Regions from separate parts of the Anas platyrhynchos genome. Here regions 2 and 3 are each linked to region 1. Evidence: chromatin contacts called from public Hi-C data. All regions are on one chromosome and are shown on one strand. Each heading gives the region's core, a stretch centred on a gene start, on an enhancer-like site or on the middle of the called end of the contact. The rest is flanking DNA. Distances are from core to core; before and after follow the strand shown.

Evidence for each region. Hi-C and Micro-C count contacts between places; a contact is called where the count stands out from the background.
Region 2: a contact with region 1 is called in a Hi-C map of skeletal muscle, with 3 times the contacts expected there. The contact joins the enhancer-like site here to the promoter of LMO4 in region 1. A contact is called at or near these places in 2 of 8 Hi-C or Micro-C datasets (liver and skeletal muscle).
Region 3: a contact with region 1 is called in a Hi-C map of F5 follicle, with 2.5 times the contacts expected there. The contact joins the enhancer-like site here to the promoter of LMO4 in region 1. A contact is called at or near these places in 2 of 8 Hi-C or Micro-C datasets (F5 follicle and small yellow follicle).

What each region holds. Positions count from the first base shown.
Region 1 is chr8:23,987,008-23,991,289 of IASCAAS_PekinDuck_T2T, forward strand. It overlaps LMO4 (LIM domain only 4), which reads right to left and starts at 1,771. Exons shown (of 5, transcript XM_027462640.3): 1 at 1,046-1,771.
Region 2 is chr8:23,874,171-23,878,452 of IASCAAS_PekinDuck_T2T, forward strand. No RefSeq gene overlaps it. Among named protein-coding and RNA genes, the nearest start is that of LMO4, 110 kb to the right of the region's middle. Within about 2 kb of position 2,366, at least 4 of the 8 cell types and tissues checked have an H3K27ac peak or open chromatin away from gene starts, as enhancers often do.
Region 3 is chr8:23,906,004-23,910,285 of IASCAAS_PekinDuck_T2T, forward strand. No RefSeq gene overlaps it. Among named protein-coding and RNA genes, the nearest start is that of LMO4, 81 kb to the right of the region's middle. Within about 2 kb of position 2,423, at least 4 of the 8 cell types and tissues checked have an H3K27ac peak or open chromatin away from gene starts, as enhancers often do. A contact at or near this core is called in F5 follicle and small yellow follicle, where this site is marked.

The DNA of each region.
Region 1 (4,282 bases), core at 521-3,020:
ACGCATCATATACCTTTATGTAAATTGATTTCTGATGCATTTGTTCAAGGAATTGCCTTTTGTTACAGTTTCCAGCTACAGCCTAAATGAATCTGCATTTCCTGCTCTGAGCCTTTAAACCGTTTCCCTGCGCTTTAAATCACTTCGGATTTCTTAAAAGAAAGAAAAAGACTCCATGCTACCACCTTAGCCCGTCTTTGTCGAAGGCAAATATATATAAAATGGGAAACGTTACACTGAGAAAAGCATCCAGTAACCCCATTAAGCTAAAGCTCTTAAGGACAAGCAATACCTTAATGCTGATTAAATCTAAAAAGATGAATCAAGAGGACTGACCAGAAAGTGACTCCCTTGATAACTAAGGACGGGCCCTCATCAAGTTTCATTTAGAGTTGGGGGGGAGGGAAAAAAAAAAAAAAAAAAAAAAAAAGCTTTTAACTTAAATAGGCTTACTCTAGTAATTACACAGCCAAGCAATTTAGGTCCTGGGATAGGAGTCAGTGAAATAGAAAGCAGAGCTGGAAGCTAGAGGCGAAATACCCCCCCCACCCCCCTTTTAACAGCGTCTCTGGTGTTTTTTTAATGGAGACCAAGGGAGGGACGAGCAGAGAGCTGGCAATTTGTAGTACAAAAATGGATGCTTAATTCATGTCTTGGTTTTAATTAGGTGATTCACCGGATTTCTCCCGCATCGAAACAAAAGACCGTGCGGGGGGCAGGAAGGGGATCGGCGAGGAGCGAAGCCAGAGAGCTCACTTTGATCTCTCCTGCCACTGTTTCGGAGCGCTGTTTACTCCGGGGGACGCGGCTTCCCCGAGCCGCCCCCGCCCTCCCGGCCCCTCCGCCCGGGCTCGGCGGCCGCCGGAGCCCCCTTCCCCTGCCCTTCCCCTGCTCCCCGTCCCTTCCCTTCCCTGCGGCGGCGGCGGGGCCGGGCGGCGGCCGGGCTTTGTACGCGGGGCCGGCGACAATGCCCGGGGCCCGCCGCCGCCGCCGCCCCCCGGCCCGAGGCGGCCCCGCGGCGGAGGGCAGCGGCCGCGCTCCTTACCTGCTTCCCCTCTATATTGCCAGAGGCCGGGAGCGGCGTCGCTCGGGGTCACCGCGGAGGCTGCCGCCGTGCGAGGAGACCGGCGCCGCGCTCGCCCGCCCGCGCTGCGGCTCTGCTCCGGGGGGAGCCCCCAGCCCGGGGAGCGGCAGCCCGGGCTGGACGAGCCCCGCTGCCGCTACGAGGGGCGGCCGCCCGCGGTCCTCCCCGCGGCTCCCGCTTCCCCGGAGGGCAGAGCCGCAGAGCTCAGCCCCCCGCCGCCGGAGCCGCACACGCAGGGCGCCGCCGCCGCCGGCTGCCGCAATCGCCGGGTAAGTTTGGCAATGTGGCTGCACTTTGTGCCTCCCCTCCGCCCCCTCCGCCGGCTGCCGAGCTCCCCGCGGAGCCGAGCCGGGCCGGGCCGGGCCGGGCGGCCGCGGAGAGAAGCGGAGCGGAGCTGAGGAGAGGAGAGAGAGGAGCGGAGAGCCGAGCCGAGCCGAGCCGGGCAGGGCGGGCCGGGGGGGGCGGCCTCGCGTGGGCGCGCGTGTCCTCGCCGCGCGCGGGTGTGCGAGCGGGTGTGAGCGCGCGTGAGCCCGCGTGCGTGTGCGGCCGCTGCCCCTCGCACATGTGTTACTGACAGGGCGCAATCCCAACTACACTCCGGGCCGGCCCCGCCGCCCGCCCCGCCGCAGCCAATCCGCCCCCGGCTTGTTCAGGCGGAATAATAAAACCTGCCAATCCCGGGGAAGACAAAGGAATGAGTGAAAGAGGAGAAAAAAAAAAAAAAAAAGAGAGAGAGAGGGGAGAGGAGGAGGAGGAGGAGGCGGAGGAGGGGAATGCGGAGGAAGGCGGCGGGCAGGTGGGGAGCGGCCGTTAGAGCGCCGCCCGCCCCGCGCCCGGCCACCAGTTGAGAAACTTGGCCGGGGGCGGCCCGGCCCCGTCCTTCCGCGCCCTTCCCAGCTCGGCACCGGCCTCCCGCCGCCCCCTCTGCCCCGCTGGGGTCCCGGTGGCGGGGAGCAGGCCGCCGCCGGGCCCCGCCGCCCCGGGCCGGGGGCTCGCAGCCGTCCCCCCGCGGCCACCAGCTCGGGAGCGAGCGGCGCGGCCCGGCCCGGCCCGGCCCGCTGCTGCCCGTGCCCCCCGGGGGCCCGGAAGGGGTCGCTCGGGCCGGGGCGGGCGGCCGGCAGGCAGCAGCACTGCGCGCCTGTGGTGGGCACGGCTGGGCTGCTGAGAGCGCCCCAGGACGAGCAGAAGAGCCCTTCAGTAGGGACGCTTGAAAGTGGAAAAATAACGCCTCTGAGGCCTAGGTGTAGTGTGCAAGACAGGCAATAACACACCTCCCTACAGCTAAAAACAGCCCTCAGAACGCTCCCAGTACCTTCACAGACACTGTAACTCACGGGTGTTGTCCTGGCGAACGGCTCTCCCCCAAGCACGGGTGCTGGCCTGGCTGTGGGACCAGGCTCTCATCTGGCGCTGCCTAACAAGTACACCCAAATGGGCTCCACGGTTCCAGCCAAAGGGGCAGACAAATCACCCATTTCCAGGATCTGTTAAACAAGATGCAAACTTCACAAGGCTAGTTTCTCGATTCTAGGTCACTGGCGTAAGCAGCAGCCACACCGTGAGGACAGTCAGGCTGCCTGGTCCGACACCGCCGCAACTGCAGCAGCAGGCAGGCAGCGGTGGCAGGTACACACAGGCCAAAATTGCTGCGTGCCACGGGAGAGGGCAGCCCTGCGTGCGGGTGGGTCGCTGCACACTGCGGGGACACTGCCACTGCTGATATCAAGTACGTACCCAGCGGCTGCAGTGTGACTGAGTGATGCGTTTGTGCGCTGCCACTGTCTCTTAGTCATCCAAGGCAACATAATATTTTGAACCTGTTCCTGTTCAAGTCTAGCGTAGAAGCAACATCCTGACACAGGTATATGAAACTTCAGCCGGGAGTATCTGCTTGCAAATGAAAGCGCTGGTGCTAAAAAGCAGACCGACTTCCCTCTGACAGGCCGACTGGTAAATCCAGTCTCGGCAATCACAGCCCAGGTGTACTTTAACCACATCGCCACCTGTGGGCCTTCTTCGTTTCTGCATCCCCGGCCGGAGCTGGACCAAGCAGAAGGGTGCCCAGGAACCAGCTAAAACTAAAGGGGGAAAAAAAAAAAAAAGTCTAGCTAGGAAAATGGACTTGGGAAGATAGGATATCTTAGATTTTTATGTATATAGAGAGAGAGCCAATAAAGTATTAAAATTTGAGTAGCATGAGAGGCACGATTCAGAAGTAGGGGAAAAGCTATCTGTCTATCAGCTGGAATATGTTCAAGATCAGTGCCTAAAGCAGACTGGGAGCTCAGGGAAAGCTTCCGGGGAGGAAGGGGGAGAGGACCAGTGTTGTGGTTAAAAGCAATGTGTTTTTTTATCATAGGTCTATGAAGTATATCATCTGGATGTAATCTCCATGTATACATTACATTTAAACATACTCAGCAGTTTTAGATTTGTTATTTAGGATCTGTTACAGTTTAAAATATATAAAGTAACAAGGCGTGCTACAGATAATCAACAGTCACTGACAGCCAAGAGCACGAGAACAGAGCAAATGCCAAGCTAAAATAAAATCTAAGTTGTCTAATTATCTGAGCCTGTAATGGCTGGAAGCTACCACATTCAGGCTCTGGAAGAACCATCAGGACCTCTCCTTACTGGGAAAGATATTCTCCCAAGAAACTCTGCCATAGGCAGTAAAATGTTTACTCGTCTTAGAACCGATAGTGATACGAAAAATGGGAATTACCTTCTCAAGGAGTAGAGTTTTAAATGGTTTAATGACGTTTTCCAAATGCCATTACAAGGCACATATCTTTTGCTGAAATCTAATCTTCACTAATTTTTGTGATTAATTTTAACAGAGGAAACCTTAACAGAGAGCATTTTGCAGAGCAATATTTTTCTAATTTTTCTTTTGTGCAGCATCTGCTGTTGCTGTGCTGTCATCTTCGTTATGTTTTTCATTGTCTATGTGCCATAATGTAATTAGTTAGTTCAACATCATCTGTGCTATTAGATGAGATGTTTCTATGGTAAGTTAACATAGTTCTGTGTAATTGGTAGATTTCAGCAGTAGGCATGAATGTATCCATCAACTTTAGGTCGATTTGAGTCCGCAAGATTTAAATTCACTTGGCATACATTATCCTCAAAGACTGTTAATTTTGGCTGAATGGATAAAAAACACAATGCAGAAGAAAATCTGGCTGCTTATAT
Region 2 (4,282 bases), core at 1,116-3,615, 110 kb before region 1:
CTCTCCTCCCTCTCCAACCTCCACCCCAATCCCAGACTTTATATTTTTAATTCACTGGAGTGTTGAAATTTTTAAGGCTATTTAAAAAAAAAAGAAAAAAAAAAAAAAAAAAAAAGAGAGATTAACCCTGGCTTTTATACCAACTAATCTGTGATCAGTGCAGGACACAAAGAAAGCAAGAAGGAAGCCTTTTGGCAGTTTCTAGGGGGCCACCAAAGTTTGTTAGGGTAGTCTCAAGGTTGGTCTGAAGTGCTGCAAGCCAGACACCAAGCCCAAATGGCTCTGAGTCTTTTCTGTGTCCATCTCAGCTCTGATGTCATCTTTAATGGCACAGGGTAGGCCTGAAGCTCTGAAAACCATGAACATAGCAACTAAAAAACATTTGATCTCCGTATACACAGAGTCTCCCAAGAAGTGTGACCTTCAGTGATTCTGTTGTCCTGCAACTTTTTGCTTCTCACATGTTTCAGAAGGAGCACTGCGCACAGCTGAGACCAATTGAAGGGCTACGTGCTGCAGTCTGCCTGCGTGGCACCATCAAGGTGCCTTCTAGTATCTGAGAACAGTAACCACAATAGTTGATGTCATGAGACTGATTAAAACTAACTGCCCTGCCTGTGAGGTAGAACATTAATTGAAAATGTGCAATTTGTACAATAGGCAGTAGTTAATTATCTGCTTCTTTGAACTGCTTGGTGTTTGGGATGGCTCTGCCTATGGGGACCAGAGGCATGAAACAAAGACGCAGTCAGTTTGAATGGGTAGCTCATACCATTTAAATGAGTAGAAGCTGTTTAAAAACATGCCTTTTTAATTCTTAATGTAATTTTAGGTCTACTTTATAGTAATACTAGTTGAGGTGCAATTGCCCTACACAGAGATCGTTGTCACTAGGTTACACAAGATGGCCACCTTAATTTATGCTAAGCATCAGGATTAAAACCTGTTACTTGTTCTGTAAACAAATTCTTATCAAGTGAGCTAAGAAAAAATCATTTTCACTTAGTTGCGGTATAGGCATTTACAGTCAAAGATAAGCATTTCTGATTTAACCCAGTAGAGAGCAGTGGTGTGTATACACACCAGACACATTATGATAACATTAACTTTTAATAGCGAGAACCTCGGTTACTTCATTTGGGAAGCTTGAGGGTTTTTTTGTATCCCACTGTTTCATTTAGAGTATAACAAACACGTACATGCTGATGCATACAAATTCAGTCAAATGCTTTATTTATTGGAACTCATAACCCAGTTCTTCTCTATTTTCATCTGTCAATGATAACCACATGATTGCTGCTGAGTAAAATGTAAAATATCCGATAAACTTTGTCATCATTAGATTACAGGGATAAAAGCACAAATATTTGACTTACACATTTATTTACTTCCTAATTCTATGGTAATTTTTTATGTATATCTCTCTGACTGTATCTGCCTACACAATGAGTAAAGTGTTCATCCATTGTTATCATTGTGAAGATCGGCACGCACTTAATCAATCACAGAAAATTGTTTTATATCGTATGCAAAAGATTATTAATGCCTTACTGTGTAAAAGCTTACCTAAGCTGATGTTCTCAAAACTGAAACATTTAATCACATTTGTCATATTTTGTAGGTTTTTTTGCTGAATATACAAGACTTTGTAACACTAATTAAAACAGTGTGCAACAAAGAACGCACTGGAAATACACTGATTAAGTAGACAGATGTACAGAGAATGACTTCTGTGGAAATGATGTAAAAAGTGATTTTTTGGTAAAGGAAGAAAGATCGGTCCAAAGCAGAACCTCTGTATCTAAAGTCTTTGAACTGTCTTGGTAGTTTGAGGTCTGTGTGGGACCCAAAACCAAACAGGAACCACTATTACACATCTGAAATCTCCTGAGATTTTGGCCCATGGAAGTGGGTTTCATGTGAAACAGCTGGTCTAAGGTGCTCAAATACTGCAGTGATGAGTAATGTGCGAGCATGTGGGAAATGTGATGAGTCTCATGAAATTTCTATTGTGAAAGAAATCTTGAAATGGCAACTTCTGACTGCTGCTGAATCTGCATCTGAGCTCTGCTCCTGGTTCACCCTCAAACTCAGCCTTAGAGGGGATGGTGCTGTGCCAGTCCTGCTGCTTACCCTGCCCCTGCGCAGCACTGCAGAGTTCAGCTGGCTGCTGGCCCTGGCCCCATAGTGATGCTGGGCTGTTGTGGGGCAGCAGCTCTGGGTGGAGTTGGAAGAGATGTAACTACCATTACAGCGGTAGTTCTTCCCAGCCCTGTGCTTGTTCCTCTGCTGCTGCTCGGGGTGCTGGTTATCGCTGGTGCACCGGCATGGCTGCACCATGACGGTGCAGGAAGGAGAAGCTGCAGCCAGCAGGGGAGGTCTGCCTTAACAGCTCACAGAGCTGGGGCATTGGTAGGCTGCTCCCTTCAAAGGAAATATGCTGTGGGATCACCAAATGCAAAGTTACATACCTACGAATGAGTAATGCCAGCTGTATGTACGGAAGGGGGAACAGTGCTCAGGAAAACACCGAATCAGGAAGATTTTAGGCACTCATCCTGACCTCCAGGTGGCAAAAAATGGCTAATGCGGTCCTGGCTGTATAAACAGGGGAGTAGTGAGTAATAGAAAGGAGATTTTACCTTTGTGCTCATTGTGAGGCTGTGTGTTGTGAAGCTATGCCAGGAATCTGTGTTCAGTTGTGCTGTTCGTATTTTAATAAGGATGTTAAGTGCAAAAGTAACACTACAAGTTAATTAAAGACTGGACAGAACGTTTTACAATGAGCAGGCCTTCAAGAAATCATTATTTCAGAGAGCTGATTGAGAGATAACAGTATGGTATATGGTCCAGGAAAAAACATTTCCAGGTATTACACCATGTAAGCTAGTAGAGAAGGGCAAACAAGGAACAGTGGCTTCCCAGATGAAGCTTGGCAGTCAAATTACAAATAAAGCCCACGTTTTTAATGATGAAACAGATTAACCACTGGAAGAGGCTATAACAGGAAGGAGTAGACTCTGTAACCCTTGATTTCTTCAGATCGGGGCTGGATACCTTTCTGAAATGTGGGCTTTGCCAAATGCAGGTTACACTGGCTACCTACACGAGTAGCTGGCTGGAACATAAAAGTAAGAGAGAGTGCAGCAGGGTCATGTTTCTTTAGGACATATAAAGGAGTAGTGGGAACTCACAGGAAAAATTACCCTCAAATATATGCTGTGAAAATGTTTAGATTTATCTTGCCCCTCCTCACAGTCTGTTTTCTAACAGGCCACTCAAAGACACTGCTACCTTTAAGCCAGATTTAAGATGAGTTTAAGCCCATAACTAGTTACCTGTAGTTACCTACATCCTCATCAGATGACACACAGTGGAGGATTTTGCATTATATTATTATGAACTTTTTATGTCATCTTACCACATCTCCAAAGACTGTGTAGACTTCCTGGGCCTTTCCCAGACTTGGATAGTTCAATATATAGATGGCAGCCTCCAATTCTTCTTTCCTTTGTGGAATCATCCAGCACCAGGACAGCCATTCAAATGCAGTTAGCATTCCCACATGCTCACCTTCATCTGGATGTCTGACATCTGCCTCTTGTTTACCTGTTCAAAATCTCCAAAGCTACTTATGGAAAGCAGTGTGACACAGGGGAAGAGTGCTAAAATGTGTTGATAAAAGTTCCTGTGAGTTTTACTAGTCTAAACTACATGAAATTACAGCAGCCAACAGCTCTAAAGTATTAAAATGTTGGTTGCCTGTAAGGTTCCTGCTTAAAGGAACTTTAATTTCTACACTGACATTTTATTTCTTTGCAGCTGGGACTTGCAATTTTATCCATATGAAAATAGGAAAATCTTACAGATAATATGGGTGATTGTCTGTGGAAACAAAACCTGCTGTGAAGTGACTACCCTGCAATATGAAGTTCCTGTTCTTTCTTTTGTCAGTAGTTAATGCTATTATTAAAATGTTACATCAAAATTAGAGTAAACATTGCCTGTGAAAAGGCAATGAACTTCAGCGTGAGAGTGGTCTTCTTTCTGTTTTTGTTATGAGCATTTGTCTTTGCAAGTAATTTTCTTTTTTTTTTTTAATTATTTTTTTTTTACTCCTTGGAATTGTCTGTGGGAGGTTTAGTTTGTTTTTCTTCTCTTCTATTCTGTTCCAAGTTGACATTTTTGCAGCTCTACTCTGGTGTTGTATATTAGCTCCACTTCTCACTGTTCCAATATATTTTCCTTGGGATAGACATGCATATTTAATAACCAGGAGAAG
Region 3 (4,282 bases), core at 1,173-3,672, 80 kb before region 1:
CTGATTCTCTCCTGAAGTAGGTCAGTTTGAGGCTATAGTAATGGTCCCAATCCAGCCAAGTTCAGAGATTACAACTGGGCCAGGAATAATTTATTCATTCATCCATTCATCTCAGGGAGCCTGTCTGTGGGCTGATCACCATGCCTTGCATCTTTTTGCCATTCACATTCATTTAGCCAAATCTCTTCTAAGAAATATTAATCCATCCCATTATCAGATTGCTCATTTGTTACTGGCCAGGTAACTCGGGTGCAATCGCTTCCATTGCTGGATTGGATAAAAGCTTTTGTGTGTGGCTCATCTGGAAATGTGCTTTGCAGGAATTATGACCAGTAAAGATGGTGCTTCTTAACCTGTGAGAGAACCATTTCAGCAAATCTGTTTAAAATCTCAAATAGTCAGTATAGTTACACCATGTGTTGTGAACATCCCAAGTAATTCTTGGTCCAGTAGTTGGTGTAAGAAACAAGGGTTTTACTGATATTCTCTTGGGTTTGCACTGATGGCCAAAGACAAAATAACAGCCACCAGATACAAAAGCTGACCCTCAAGCAAGGCCCACAGCTGCTACTCCCAGGCAGCGAGTGACGGCTTGCCCTTGGAAGGGCACTCCTCACTTGCAATGTGCACAGAACTGAAAGAGAGATCCCTGTCCTGTCCTTTGGGGAAAGTGATGACTTCAGGTGTCAGTGGCATCCACTCCGCCGGCACTGCAACTCGTTAGCTGGAGTTCTGCCATGGTCGTGGAGCCTGCATGGTGCTGCCATGGGGGGACACGGGGTGGAGGGTATGGTGAAAGAAAAGGCATGACATGGCATGGCATGGCATGGGACAGCATGGGATGGTGAACATGTGGAGAAGAGATTAAGGATCTGCCAGTCCTCTCTACATTTTCTCACCCCCTGCCGTGCACGCTGGGCTCTGTCCTACACTGAATGCAGTGTTAGCTCGGTGCCCTCGATGCTTTCTGACAGCAAGGCACTGAGTGCAGCCCGTGGAGAGGGGATCCAGCATGAGCACTGGGGAGAGTCTTTCTATCCCCAACCATCTTCACCCAGTCTAATTAATTAGTCAGGCTGTACCAGATGCATATGTATCTAATGTATTGCATCATGTCTTATTCATTTCAGTTCTAATTAGATAGATTCTGATTCCTGATTCTCTCTTTAGCACAGACAGAAAAGTTATAGATGTGAAGATGTAAATTGTCATCCATTTTTATTCTGGTCAACACCCAGAATCCCACAGGTGGATATGGCAGAAGACCTAATAATCCTTTCCTTTAATATTGACTACATATTGAGTTTACTTTTCACCCCATCCCTGACTTGTTAAAGAAAATTTCAGTATCAATGTATAGTAAGATCAACGATCTTCTGGTGAGCCTAGTCAGTGATGCACCACAAGGTTCAGTCATAGACCCCAGGCCCCTTTTTCAGCCCCTTCATCAGGACTCCAGCATACAGAAATGGTTTGACTTGGAGCTTGCTTCAGGAGCGCCTGCCCTGCCTCCGGTGTGGAAGCCCATCACTGGCTGTGGGGAGCCATTTTGGGGGCTGAAGGAGGGCAGCAGCACAACACACAGATTGGCCACAGCCCTCCTCTGCACGCTGTTGGAGCTAGCAGTAGCGTAAGTGTTCATCAGTCCTACCAAGACACAGGTTCTTTGATGTGCTGCACGGGATGAATTTCTAATATTCACGCCTTCAGATGAGGCCCAAGTTTGCCCAACAGTAAGAGCTCAGCAGTCTATTTGACAATTCAAGTGGACTTGAAAAGCTGGTTCCCAGCTTCCTTTCTTTTGCTCGCGCCAATAGTTCCATTGTTCTTAGAAAAGAATCGTCTTTCATCACAAGTAAACTACAAAATGTTTGTGTGGCTCAAAGAACTGAAAAGCGGTTTTCAGATACAATTGGCATTTGCATGCTTAGTGCTGGAGGTGGCCATGTTGCTGAAAAATGATGTTGTTTGTGATGCCAACCATATGACAATTAACTCAGCAGAGGAGAGTGTGTGAATCCATTTCCAACCTGTTTTAATAATAGGGTAACAACCAAAATGCTTTCTCCAGTGGTTAAACCAATATTAAATTCGCCTAGAAACTTGTTTACAGGCTTTTCCACTGGGTTTGTCTATTGCCAGTGCCGTGAAGGACATCAATTTTCAGTAAGACAACCGCCTCCAGCACTGGGATTGGAAACGCCAATTGTAATTAAAACTTTTTTTTTTTTTTTTTTTTTTTTTTTTTTAAGCAAATGCTTTTTGCAGTTTAATTATGGCAAGAAACGCTTCTTGTTTTGTGAACTTCCAGACTGTTGAGCTCAGCAAAACTCTGTTTGGCATTCAGCAGGCAAGTCCTGTCCTTGCTGATGTCAGTGGTGTGCTTACTACTCCAAACACAACACTGGATATTCAGCCCTAAATAAAATCTGAACAAACTGTACTGCACCCAGGTTAAATGTGCTGTAAACACTGATTATTTGTGACCCATGGTTAATCCTAACCACGGGTTATGTATATTTTTCCTCTTTGATATTTTTGCTGTAATCACAGTATGAGTCACAAAACCTATCAAAAGTGCAGATATAAACTACAGTCTTTTTATATGTTTCTAAACAATGAAAACAGAAAGAGAAAAGTAATCTCACAACAGCTAAATGTTTTCTATTTTCCAAAGGCTCTTATTGGTGACATTTCTCCCTGCACTGCTGTTTCTGCAATCACATAGCAACACAGCCCTTGAAATAACTTTTTGGTACTCAATATATAAGGTACAGCATTTGGAGAAACTGATTCCACTCAAATGCCACCTGTTTAAATGCTAAATGGCATCAAAACCTGAAAGAAAAAAAGCATGACAGTCCAGTGGAGGAGGCCGTTACCCTGTTTGGATGACTGAGTTCCCCTATTCAGTTATTAGTCCTTTCTTCTTGAGTTTCAAAGAAAATGACAAGCCAGTGGGTGTAGCAAAGTTAACTTGGTACAGTGCCTGACCATCTCATAGCTTGCCCTCCTACAATCCTTCACAAGATTCAGGCTTGCTAAGACCCTGTTCTGTTCTCTGTTGAGACATGCCTGCAGCCTCCTCAGACTGTTTCTAAATATTGCCATTTCAGCTTCTCAACTATGCATCTGAGAATCTGCTTCTAGCAGGGCCCAGCTGGACTAGTTTTTAGGAAGCGTCAATATTTTTTGAGTCAGAAAACAGTGGAGATGAAACAAACATCTAACATCCAAACACTCTCAGGCTTTCAGAAGTGTGGATCTTCATCTAAACTCTATGGTTTGGGCTCCCTATCCTTCAGGAAAGCGTCTGCATTTTTCTGAGCTGCCTTTTTTTTTTTTTTTCTAAGTTTTAGGCTTTTTCTAAAAGCCAAGCTTCTACCTGCCTGACATCCTCCTCTTTCCTTGTAACTGCATAATAAATTCTGAGTGCTGTCCTCCTACTGAAGAAGGAGCCTCTCCTCGCAGTCTTCACCTGCATCACTTCAATTTCTCCCAGCCAGCAAGCCCCAGTTCTCTCTGGTGCCAGAGCAGCTGGGTGGTTACAAACTCACCTACCAAGCGCTGACTAGAAGTGAATTCCAGATTTTTATATCTTTTGTGTAGAAATCATGTCCAAGCACGTTTAAGGTTTAACTACAGGGCATGAATAAGCCTGAGGAAAGGGTGCTAGAGCTATTGACTATCTACAGGAGCAACATCAAGGTAAAGAAGAGTTTTTGTCCTGTCAGGAAATGCAGAGATGAGGGCAGAATTTACTGGAGCTCTGGACTTGGTTTTGTGTTTGCAAGACCAAAGCAGAAGTGGTTTGTACCTTACATTTCAATGCAAATCCACCCTCATCAAGTTCAAGGTTATTCAGCTCTGCAGTCAGCCTTGGGCTCACCTCTAGAGGTAGTTGACTGATATTGTCAACTTTCAGCAAAAGTTTCTTCTGTGCTTCCACGGCATGTAACACTAGGTTGAGCATCTGGTTGAGGCCACCTGGAATTTCTCTTATGCCAGCTATTATTATTATTCAAAGAAATTTAGTGTTTCAAACACTGCGAAGTTTGTGGCCACCCTGCATATTAATGCTAGTAAAATCAGCAGGATGTATAGCACGGGCAGATCGCTCTTCTGCACCTGTTCTGCCCATTCAAAGATTGCAGAAGAAAGTGGTCATTACAGGCTGGCTTTGAATAAGCTTTCTGTTTAGAAAGGCAGAGAGAAGTAGGAAATATTTTCAGTCCATGTGTAAAGGCTTTAGTAATAAAAACCATTTCTGCACTGCAGTAGG